Linked DNA regions of Cyprinus carpio: region 1 is linked to region 2. Evidence: chromatin contacts called from public Hi-C data. All regions are on one chromosome and are shown on one strand. Each heading gives the region's core, a stretch centred on a gene start, on an enhancer-like site or on the middle of the called end of the contact. The rest is flanking DNA. Distances are from core to core; before and after follow the strand shown.

Region 1 (6,565 bases), core at 1,910-4,409, 230 kb after region 2:
GTTTTCCGACGCCTCGTTGTTTTGGCAGTAAACAGTGGCAGTGCTGTGAAAAGTTTTCCAGCATGAACGCTTTTTAAATCATGTGTGATAAGAGCTCAGCGCATGATTACATTCTTGTCGGTTTAGATGTGTACAGCAGGAAAAATAAACCTGGCGTAATTGCAGAGACTTTGTTGATGTCATTACTTCCTTAAGTATATACATAGAAAACCATTACCATTCCCATGTGTGGTTAATCTCTTCCCAATCCAAATCACTCTCTGTCGAAGTTTTAGCCCAGAGATCAAACAAGACTATTGATTAGTCCAGTTTCAACAACGTGCTGCAGGTGACACTTTACCTGCAAATTTTTTTTTTATTTTTCATAAACGATTTTTAATATTTACATCAAATGCACTAGATAGGCCTGTTGAATAAAAGCGTAAACGGAATTTTCAGTGTCAGGGAAAAAAGTTTAATCACTAAACTAGGAAGTACATTGATCATAAATTGGCAGTTTCTCCTCTAGAATGTGGTTTTATGTTAACATATTACAGGCTTTTTTTTTCTTTTTCTTTTTTTTTTGGTTTGTCAAAATGACGTTCGTATAATTAATTCGATTTTATTTAAGTTAGCACTTAATATTCTAAATGACTATAAAACTCAGCATAGGAGAGTTGTGTGCTTATTATACTCTCATCTGACGTTTGATCTAATGTTTTTTAGCATGGCTCTTATTTTTACCTTTAAATAATGAAGATGTTATATCAGGAGACACTTATTTTTGGTTTGCCATTTCGTTTGGCTAGCTATATTTAAATATTCTTCATCATAAAAGCAGAAAAACTTTTATTGTCATACAATAAATTTTGAATCTGTTTCGTTCGTAATAGCATTGATTTATTTTCATTCTGTAGCCTATTATGTTTATTTGGTAGGCTATTATTTTCACGACTTTTAAAAGAAAATCGTATCCTATTTAAAGAATTACCATACCTGTCTGGTAAAGGTGTGCATATCCCATATTTTAGTGTCAGTTTCAATAAATCCTGCTTTAGCTCTGTGTCTGTTCACTCGTGGCTTCGGCAACAAGTGCCTGCCTACTTTGCCTCTGCTTTCTCCGTTTACGGCGCGGATTAAGCTATTCTTATGCAATGTTATGGTGTGAATGTGCAATTTAACTTGTCAACAGACAGTCATGAATTTGCTAAACCTGTTATCCTTGATTAATATTTACTGTTCAATTTGAAAACGCGCAATAAAATTATTTTTAACAAATATCGTTTAGCTGTTTTAATGACATTATGACGTGAGCGGCAATCCGTAATGCTCTCTAAACCATTTTATGTCCAATTCAGTAAATATCACAAATCGTGCAACTCAATAGAAAAAAGAAGAAGAAGAAAAAAACAACCTATTTTAAACGTCCACACTGACTTTTTAAAGAACAGCTGCAAACGAATCAAGTTTTTGACCAGCTGTTGAAAAAAAAAAAAAAAGTAAAAAAAAAAATGATACTTTTACATTGTAACTTTTCAGTAGTGGGCTATTTTATAAGCAACATTTAATCACTCTATCAGGTCCTCTCTGGCACAGTAAGGGTTAATCATACAGCCTATCATCATGCTCTGCTGATTTGTATCGAAATGTAAAAGTGACAACATAACGCAACCGGTTGAATCCGTCCGCACAAAAACATAGATTGGACATTGATGCGTTTTGGAAATATTGGAACTATTCAGTGCGACATCTGATCGAAAAGTATACACTGAAATACTAACCTATAACGATCACAAGTCATCTAGAGACAAAGAAGGCAAGTGCAAGCCAAAACTTTGGCGTAAATGCTAAAGGGATTGGAGTGCACTGTTAGAGGATTTTGGAGTAAATATGAACTGACAAGAGACGGTTCTTACTGCGGCACGTCAGCCGACTGGCGCCAAGCGGCTATCTAACAAACCCAATCCTAGTAAATCTAGAGTCCACGAGTGGATTTCTTAAAGGTATAGACTACACTTATGGCTCGACCCACTGTTAAAACTACAGGTCGAACATGGATGGTGGACATTTAGTGGCGTTGCACTTAATCCTAAATGCATTGAGATGTATGCTATTTTTCCGATAATAAAGCGGAGCATAAACTTTTATCCGCTCACCTGAACATTCAGCGTTAGGATCAATAAAATACATGTAAATTCATGAATACAATACCTCTACATTCCCTAAACAGTTGTCTTTGTATATTGCGACATAAATGGAGTAAATTAAAAAAAAAAAAAGTCATATTAAAAGTTAACCGCAGATGCCTGTTAAGAGTTAACAGTTAAGAGTAATTCAGCACTCACCAAAATTATCTTTACATTGGTCTTTAGATTCCATCAGCTCTCTTCCTCTTTCTTCAGTAGGTGTAGTGCAGCGCGTGGCTGTGCGCTTTGAATGACCCGGGGCAGAATTTAAAGTACCAATGTCCCATTATTGGCTGCTGTTCCTCACATGAAGTCTGTCCCGACACACGCAGGAAGCACGGAAATAGTTATTCACACAGTGAAACGTTGAATTCAATTCATACGCACAACAAGGTCCTTTGACTATGAGAATGCAGTGCTATATTATGAACAAAATACTCGTACGCGTCACTTTGACATGTACAGCGAAAAAATCAACGTCATTTGGTGTGTTGCTGATATTTTTATTGACTATTACGAATAGTCATTCTCAATTTATAATGTTTTAAAATGTGCTACCAATGAAAAGCGTATAATATTTTGCACTAATTAATCATAACAATATTCACTTTTTGTTAATTTACACGTCAGTAATCTTAATTTCTAGTTTTCAGTGTATCGAAGAGTGAGTTTGATCCTTGAACAAGGAGGCATCGTAATTATAAAGCGTAAGCCGACCGAGGTGCAGTCACCACCGGCTAAGCACTGAGGGCTGACCCGGTGCTTGGCTTGGAGACGGGGGTGGGATTTCCCGATCTTTTCTGTCATTGGTTAATATTTTATTCTGTTGACATGTTTTCTTACAGCTAATGCTTCCGACACCTTCTTGTCCACCCCCTCTCCTTGAGCCTGGACGGAGCTGTCAAAACCACGCCTATGGAGGCCCACAATTGGTCCAGAAAGCGTAAAATCAGCAATCAAGGGGGCTTGGTTCATTAGTGCTGGGATCAGAGCAGGAAGGACATGTGAGATAGTTACAGTTGTACAGTGGACAGGGCAAGATCTAACCATTTCAACTCCGTGTCTGCGTAGTATGACTGCGCTTGAATGGACATCCGCATCGAAAGAGTAATCTTTTTATGAGAGCAACTGTTGGAGAACAGGAATCCCCAAATCTGCCTTCAAAGCGTCGTTGCGCTCACTTTGACTGATATTATTGCGGGGACTTCGTGGAAACTAGCAGCTACGGGAGTTAAAGCGGAAGATCCTTACCTCCGTCTTTGCTCGCCTTTTCGCGATTCACATTTTGCCAAATTTGACTTGCTGCGCTTTTATTCCTCGTAGTGAGACAATCTATCGTCTGGATACGCGCTGCTTTTGCCAGAAAACACCACTTAATATATATTTTTTCACTACGATTGTTGGATGCACCGATGAGAGATCCAGTTTTTACAGGGACTGCGATGGCTTACCACCCTTTCCACGCTCACCGGCCGACCGACTTTCCCATGTCAGCTTTTCTCGCGGCCGCGCAACCCTCCTTCTTCCCGGCGCTGACCTTGCCTCCCGGGGCTCTCACAAAGCCGATCCCGGACCATACCCTCGCCGGAGCCGCGGAGGCTGGGCTCCATCCGGCTCTGAGTCACCATCATCAGGCAGCTCATCTTCGCAGTCTTAAGAGCCTGGAGCCAGAGGAAGAGGTTGAAGACGATCCAAAAGTCACACTGGAAGCTAAGGATCTATGGGACCAGTTCCACAAATTTGGAACAGAAATGGTTATTACGAAATCTGGCAGGTGAGTTCATGGTTGCTCTATTTTTAGTCTTTTGTTTCAGTGTTTATAGGAGGGAATGCTATGATGCACTCAGCGTTTCACATATACTCCACAATAAATTCGCCGTCTGTTGCACGTACGTTTCGACGGATGTGTAGTAGCTACAGCAGGCCCAGTAAATTCATTACTACATTTCTCTTTTTCACATCGCTGTCGTAAGACATTTCCCCTTCATTTCACTATTAATGTCTTGCGCCCTGAACTAGCTGACCTAAATATTATGTCAATGAGACTGTAGAAATGAATGTCTTACTGTCAGAGCATGTGTAGCCTACCTGAACGATTCATCTGCTCATTTGACTTATGAAAACGAAATGGGGAAAGTACAAGCGATGAGTATTCTGTGGCTAGAAAAAAGGAAAATAGCTGAGGCTTTTTGTTGCTTATATCAATACTAACATATATTGACTTTCAAGACACGGTGTGGCACAGTTAAATCGCGCTTTCATTTATTTCGTAAAGAGAAATGTTTCTCTTGGTCTGCTAATGTACTGAGGTGACAATAAACTATTTTATGTAAATAACCTGCCACTTTCATGCAAGATTTAAGTCTTGCGGCGAGCTAAATTATCTGCAGCCAGGTGAAATGTTAATATTTGTTGAACATGTATTTTTAGTGCGGTTGTTTTATTTAATAAATCTACCAAAGGTAAACAAAACGTTTAAATATTATTTGGTTGTGTTGTTAAAACGTTAAGCTTGCATCTGCCCACATTTGCAAAGAAAAAGATTTTGATTTATGGACATATTTCCTTTTTCTACAGGAGAATGTTTCCACCTTTCAAAGTCCGCATCAATGGACTCGATAAAAAAGCCAAGTATATTCTATTGATGGATATTGTGGCTGCCGACGACTGCCGCTACAAGTTCCACAACTCTCGCTGGATGGTCGCGGGGAAGGCCGACCCGGAGATGCCAAAGCGAATGTATATACATCCGGATAGCCCAGCTACTGGGGAACAATGGATGGCCAAGCCTGTTGCTTTTCATAAACTGAAGCTAACCAACAACATTTCGGACAAACACGGATTTGTAAGTAACCCATTTTTAATTTATTATTATTATAATTTTTTTAAATAACCCGTTTTGTGTGTTGCATGTAGGCCTGTTGTAATTGTGTGTTGCTGTGTAATATATAAATATAAAATTACTGCCATCTGTGGGCTGTAATGCTGTAAAAACTGTTTATTCCTGGGCGAAGAGAATTATGGATGTTCTAAAATATATATTTTAGCTTAGGCTACTTAATTTCTTCGGCCCATGTACAATTCTTTACTGTCGCTACATTCATTTCTTTCTTTGTTTCGGCAAGCTTATAAACTAGATATGAGGTATTAAGTCATAATTTTATTCGTTATGAATAATGATAACATTGTCAGCTTGGTTATGTAATGTAAATACTTCATCCTGAGTTTTTTTCTTGGCCACTGTTACTTCTATTGTTTATGATAGGCGCAGAGCGCTATAACTTTTATGAGGGGGAGGAAGTGACAAAAAAATGAGGTCAAAGGAATCGGAGAGACCTTGAATCACGCTACAGTGAATGAGTTTACAAATAGCAACAGTGAAAGTGTAATTTGGGCTGTTTTGAGTAAGCGCAGCAACGAATTGTATAGGTAGAGCGACCTGTGCAGTCTCTGATAGTTCAATGAACAATGTTGAGACGATGCTGACCAGTACTCTATACCTGAGCATGCAGTCAAATATAGTGTGTGACCTGCTCCCTTACGCGACTTGCAAACAAATCGACTGGAAACAAATGAAACATTTACATGCATGGCACAGCCATTTGATATTTGTACAGTCAAACAGAAAATATATAGGCTACATAGCCTTTTTTTGTGTGTGTGTGTGTGTGTGTGTGTGTGTGTGTGTTGATCATCACATTTTGTTGTTGCAAGGCTTTCTTAAAATGTACAATTAATAAACTCTTATTTTTTATATATCTATTTCAGATTTAATTTGTGTTATAATGATAGCACCATCAAATAACTCATGTTGCATGTTCGCGTGACTGTTTTCTGTCTACCTGCCACTGGCACAGGCCTGTTGTTATGTGATTTAACCCAAGAACAATATTTCCACTATTACAACATATATTATGCGGTATTTATTGTCTAAAACGATTTTAAAGACTAATGACTTGAATGGATAATTATTTTGACAAGCACTAATGTTTTCCATTCCTCTTCCTCTCCTTCTCCTTCTCATTAGACCATCCTGAATTCAATGCATAAATACCAGCCCAGGTTCCATATTGTGAGAGCCAACGATATTCTGAAGCTTCCATACAGCACTTTCAGGACTTATGTTTTTCCTGAGACCGATTTTATTGCTGTCACAGCTTATCAAAATGACAAGGTATGTAGGCTACACATATTTTAATGAATTAAAGCAACCGTGCTGTGGACCTTATAGATGTGCATTATGTAATGTACAACTTTACAATGTTCGCATTTTTGCTTTTGTTCTGCGATGCGTTTTGCATGCTCTGCATTTGATCGGATTTATAGCTTATGCTCACTTAACAAGAGGAGTAGTATTTATAGAAGTAGAAGGCCTATTTTGAATATGTGGATGCAAAAGA
Region 2 (6,009 bases), core at 3,146-5,645:
TCTTTGGTCAGCATTTTTTGTGCATTAAACTTTAACTATGATGAGACCCAGCACTGATCACTGTCATGTCTTTCCTCTAGTGTCATTAAAAAGTCTGGAGTCAATAGGGTGGTGTGGAAGAGACCCAGACTCACACACAATGGACCAGTAAGAAGGAGCACTGTCATCGATCAGATCCCATTTTTGGCTGTGGCCCGAGCTCTTGGTAAGAGGGTTATGCTATTTCATTACATGAGGTCATTGTTGCTGTTATTATCGGAAAAACAGTGATTAGAATGTTGAGTGAGTTTCAACACATCCAACAAGTCAGCAGAGATTGTCTGTTGTTTTGCAAATTGCAACACACCAACGTGATACTCTCTGTTCTTTAGCAATGACAAACAGAATGTTGAATTGCAACATAGGCTGTTTAGGTGTTTAAACTGAGTTCTCAGGGCACAACGGGGGCCTGGGGCCAGTGTGAAATACACAGGACAGTTGACGGAATTGTCCTTTTATCATGTTTAAATGGACAAATACATGTAAAATTATGTCAACATGCTGCTTGCTGCTGCTGTATGTGTCCTAGATGTTAATCAAGCAGCAGTCACTGCTCCTGACTGAGCCAACAGTTGAGATTTCTCTGGTATGTAAAATGTTGTAATTTAATGCACATTAATGTGTCTTCAGGTGACCTGTGGAGTTACGACTTCTACAGTGGAGAGTTTGTAGTGTCACCAGAGCCTGATACCGCTGTTATCAAGCTGAATTTGAAGCAGCACCGTTACGTCATCCTAGGCAGTGATGGGTTATGGAACATGGTATCACCACAGGAGGCTGTGTCTATTTGCCAGGAAAATGACAATGCCAAGGTGATTCATTTAAATGTATGCTTCAGGAAAGTTCTTGATTGTCTTTTAGAAACGTTTGCTTATCTAAATGTTTATTCCAACAGGCAAAGAACCAAACAGAAAATGTTTCAAATGCTGTTCTGCTTGTAAACCATGCCTTACTGAGATGGCGTCAACGCATGCTCCGTGCTGATAATACCAGTGCCATCGTTATCTGTTTGGAGCCGTTCGGGACATCCTCTGAGTGTTTGCCACCTTATGAGATAGTGTATAATCTCCAAGGACCAAAGTGTGGCTCCGTTCCTAAATCTTGCACCAACTCTTTGCCCACTCAGGTTAGGAATGTTTCAGATTTTCTATTTTAAGACATAGTAGACCCAAAAATAAAAATTTGCTGGACATTTACTCACACCAGGCTTCATTTTAAAAGGCAGTTGTTTTTCTGTAGTATTATGTTGTGGATTTTGATTCAAAATAACACCACACTTAAAGGGTTAGTTCACCCAAATATTAAAATTATGTCATTAATGACTCACCATCATCTCGTTCCAAACCCGTAAGACCTCCGTTCATCTTCGGAACACAGTTTAAGATATTTTAGGTTTAGTCCGAGAGCTTTCTGTCCCTCCATTGAGAATGTATGTACGGTATACTGTCCACGTCCAGAAAGGTAATAAAAACATCTTCAAAGTAGTCCATGTGACATCAGAGGGTCCGTTAGAATTTTTTGAAGCATCGAAAATACATTTTGGTCCAAAAATATCAAAAACTACGACTTTATTCAGCATTGACTTCTCTCCCGGGTCTGTTATGAGCGCGTTCACCTCACATCCGGTTCGCGAACGAATCACTCGATGTAACCGGATCTTCTTGAGCCAGTTCACCAAATCGAACTGAATCGTTTGAAACGGTTCGCGTCAACAATAAGCATTAATCCACAAATGACTTAAGCTGTTAACTTTTTTAACATGGATGACACTCCCTCTGAGTTCAAATAAACCAATATCCCAGAGTAATTCATTTACTCAAACAGTACACTGACTGAACCGAGCCAGATAATGAACGAAACATTGACTCGTTCTCGAGTCAAGAACCGTTTCTGTCGGACGCGTCTGATTCGAGAACCGAGGAGCTGATGATACTGCGCATGGGTGATTCAGACTGACACACAGCGCGTCTGAACTGAACTGGTTCTTTTGATGATTGATTCTGAACTGATTCTGTGCTAATGTTATGAGCGCGGGTAAACCGAAGGCTTGAATCAAGGGCAATCATCGCCAATGAAGTCATTATGTCGAGCGCAAAAGAACTGGTGAACCGTTTTCGGCAACCGGTTTATTGAATCAAACTGTCCGAAAGAACCGGTTCGCGGAGAAGAACAGAACTTCCCATCACTACCGGTGATCCGAAAACCGATGCAACCGGTTCTTGACTCGAGAACGAGTCAATGTTTCGTTCGTTATCTGGCACGGTCATCAGTTCAGTCAGTGTACTGTTTGAGTAAATGAATTACTCCGGGATATTGATTTATTTGAACTCAGAGGGAGTGTCAGCCATGTTAAAAAAGTTAACAGCTTAAGTCATTGGTGGATTAATGCTTATTGTTGACGCGAACCGTTTCAAGCGATTCAGTTCGATTTGGTGAACTGGTTCAAGAAGATCCGGTTACATCGAGTAATTCGTTCGCGAACCGGATGTGATGTGAACGCGCTCATAACAGACCCGGGAGAGAAGTCAATGCTGAATAAAGTCGTAGTTTTTGATATTTTTGGACCAAAATGTATTTTCGATGCTTCAAAAAATTCTAACGGACCCTCTGATGTCACATGGACTACTTTGAAGATGTATTTATTACCCTTTTGGACGTGGACAGTATACCGTACATACATTCTCAATGGAGGGACTGAAAGCTCTCGGACTAAATCTAAAATATCTTAAACTGTGTTCTGAAGATGAACGGAGGTCTTACGGGTTTGGAACGACATGAGGGTGAGTCATTAATGACATAATTTTAATATTTGGGTTAACTAACCCTTTAAGCTTCATGTATAGTTCCTTCTTTTTTTTTTTAGGTTCTGCCTTGTAATGACTCATTGGAAAATGAGACCCATTGTGATGGAATGCCTGCAGACAAGCGGGTGCTAGAGGACGACTCCTCACCTGTGCTGAAGAAACGGCGTCATAGTTTATCCCAGTCCCCTCTTAAAGAGTCCTCATGTACATCCTCAAAGATACCGAGTGCACAGTCCTCGGCGAGGAGTGGTGGTGGCAGCAATGGTCAGAAACAGTCTGAAAATGTCCAAGCGCTGCTTCAGCAGCATGTGAAGACTACTGTATGTGTTTGCTGACATTCATGGTCCTAATACAATGCAATCTGTACATTCATGCTGGACAGTCAGATTCTGATATTAGTTGATATAAGCTACTGAGAAACCAAATCCTGAAGCAAGTAACAATGTCAGAAGAAAAAGAAAAAATCACTTGCTTCCATTCACGACACTCATGTTTTAGCGTATGTTAGTGTTATGTTGTTATACTTTATATTTTGCAGACTAATGAAAATGTGTTGGATTTTTAAATGAGTTTTAGTTTTTCCTCCATTGTGTGTCCATTGCTCAGTTCTGTTATGCTTCAGGTCAGTCAGGTTGACATGATGGATCAAATAGGGATTTTTGCACTTTAAGTTGAATTTGTGCAGTCTTTGTGGAAAATTGGAGGATTGTGGGGGAAAAAAAGAAAGAAAGAAATTCTATCTTCTGAGAAGATATTTCCCTGCAGCTTACATGTCACCTGTTATATTTCATCATTTTGGGATCAATGCTATTGTTTTACTGAACAAGGAGAATGGTTCATCATTTCTAGTTTTCACTGGTATCTTAACCCTGTGTCATAAGGTTTAATGTTAACATTGTATGCAGGCATGAACTTTATTAATTATGCATTATGGATTTTAAGCATTATGGTTATTTTAATGTTTCCCAGGATTTCATTAACATTGTTTTTTTTCCTATAATGGGAGAAACTGTCATTCTAAACTGAAGGTGCTGCTATGCTAACAGGTCAATAAAAAAATTACAATAAAAACTGTATGCTCTTTAATAAAAATATTGGACGTTGTTATAGGGGTAAATTAAAACAAGAAATAGGACTTCAATTTGTTATTTTAATATAACTAGTTTAAATCATTTTAAGACATCCTTTGAAGATGAGAACCATTATTCCATTCTTCATAGTTTTCACGTGTCTACGACTTCGTTTTTCCGAAAGAAGCCGAGGCTGTGCGAAGTAGCTCGGTTGGGGATCATCACGCGATACTTCAATGTAAATAAACACATCAGCGTGACGTGATGTAACATTCGTGTTCATCCAGGCTGTTGTGCAAATTTTCAAATGCGGATATGCTCATATGAGTGTGAACCAAACAAATATAGCTTTATAGAACACTTCATCAAGATGTTAATGTTAATATTAACAATGCGTCAGATTCGTTCAGCGAACAAAAAAACCCAACCAGTCCCTGCCATTCACTATTGGTCAGAAAGGTCCAAGTACCCACCTTTGTCCTAACACTATTGGCTATCCGTCTCCGAAGCTCATCTCTGATTGGCCAAAGCATCTGTTGTTTCCGCTGCATGTCAGCTTCACTGTGGCGTTTTGTGAGGACCTCTGTTGATCCGAATTCAAAACACAAAACCTCTGGTTAGTACAAATGTCGCATCGTTAAACATTCAGCTGCACATTTCTTACATACATTACATACATATTTCTTTCAGAAAGTGAGAAAAGTTATTGTCATTGCTCAGTTTATTGTCTTGGAAGCGTTGTAATGACAGATAGCGGTATTGGCTAAGCTAACAGACTGTGGAGACAGTTGATATGATGAAATGTTGAACTGACTGAACTCACAGCTGTGTTTTCTCTGACACACTCTTGACATCTCTTTAGACATTTTCTTGGATTAAATTATGTTAAATTTATGGAAAAATGTAAATAAATGAAGAGCTACTTAATTATTATGATGGTAATGTAGGTATTTACATCCTATAGTTTGGTTACTAGTAAATATTGCTGGAGTTGATTGAAGTCTTTTCTTTTGTTTATCTTGCTTGTCGTAACAAGTCAGTATTAAAGATCGTTTACAGGATGAATACTTAATAGGAATGAGTCTGTTGTGCAGATTTAACTGAGCCAGGCACATCTGTGCCTGATTTGTTAACATCCATCTGCAAGGTGGATGATCTGTAGTGGTGCAGATATCATTTGTAGCCTATTAATTATGTTGAGTTTAGAGTAATACTGAGATCAGAATGATTAATGAGGCATCTCTGCAGTGATGTTTATTGTAACGATCATGTGGAAATCATGCCTGTATCTTCTCATGCTCTACTCCAGCAGGATCCTGAGTGGTTGGCCATGGCGTCTGACTCCCCGCGCAGACCGAGCCGCTGTGCTGGTGGGGTTGTGGTTCGAGCACAGGCTGCAACGTAAGACCATAATGGCTCATTTGTGAATGAAATTACAGTTGTAAAGCCAATTAGTGATCAGTATTGTAAATGTTAAGATGTTGGTCCTAATAAACAAAAGAGTGATAAAATATTGCTGCTCAAGTTTTAAGGTTTAAATGGTCAGGTCTCTTCTTGTGTGGTTATATTATTTTCATGAGAATTGTTTTTACTGTTTTGCAGAGAGCAGTCATACATGGAGAGCGTAGTTACGTTCCTGCAGGATGTAGTCCCTCAGGTAAATGTTTTTTTTTCCCTTTAAATTTTGCTTGGAATTTTATGTACAAAACTGGAAATTCACTTTTTTTATGTGTTTTGGATAATGTTTATTTTTAATGTATTTCTGTTGTAAAAATGTCGAGAGCCTAAGAAAGACTCTTTGTAGACATATAAGTGATAGAGCAAGAACAATTTAGTTAGACAATATCAAGCCTGTATTAATCTTTGAATTTTCAGGCATATACTGGGACACCTCCAAATGATGAAAAAGAGAAGATAGTTTGGGTCCGTTTTGAAAAAACAGACATCAATGGTAAGTTTATGCTGTATGTTTTGATTCACTAAAAGAACCAGTTCATATGAATCATTTGTTTGTTAGTCAGACTATATCATATTGGTCATGCTGCATGTTTTTGGTTCACTAAAAAGAACTGGCTAAAAGAACTAAATTATTTTAC

Evidence for each region. Hi-C and Micro-C count contacts between places; a contact is called where the count stands out from the background.
Region 1: a Hi-C map of liver shows a contact between it and region 2, with 2.9 times the contacts expected there. The contact joins the promoter of tbx2b here to the promoter of bcas3 in region 2. A contact is called at or near these places in 2 of 8 Hi-C or Micro-C datasets (both in liver).

What each region holds. Positions count from the first base shown.
Region 1 is chrB15:18,783,997-18,790,561 of ASM1834038v1, forward strand. tbx2b (T-box transcription factor TBX2b) reads left to right here and starts at 3,160. Exons shown (of 7, transcript XM_042739620.1): 1 at 3,160-3,939; 2 at 4,743-5,010; 3 at 6,193-6,339. The coding sequence starts at 3,578. LOC122139824 (a long non-coding RNA gene) reads right to left here and starts at 2,895. Exons shown (of 2, transcript XR_006156573.1): 1 at 2,325-2,895.
Region 2 is chrB15:18,556,015-18,562,023 of ASM1834038v1, forward strand. It overlaps bcas3 (breast carcinoma-amplified sequence 3), which reads left to right and starts at 4,396. Exons shown (of 26, transcript XM_042739622.1): 1 at 4,396-4,529; 2 at 5,223-5,314; 3 at 5,516-5,570; 4 at 5,789-5,864. The coding sequence starts at 5,244. ppm1da (protein phosphatase, Mg2+/Mn2+ dependent, 1Da) reads left to right here. Exons shown (of 6, transcript XM_019073356.2): 3 at 81-205; 4 at 670-851; 5 at 935-1,165; 6 at 2,903-3,914. The coding sequence ends at 3,178.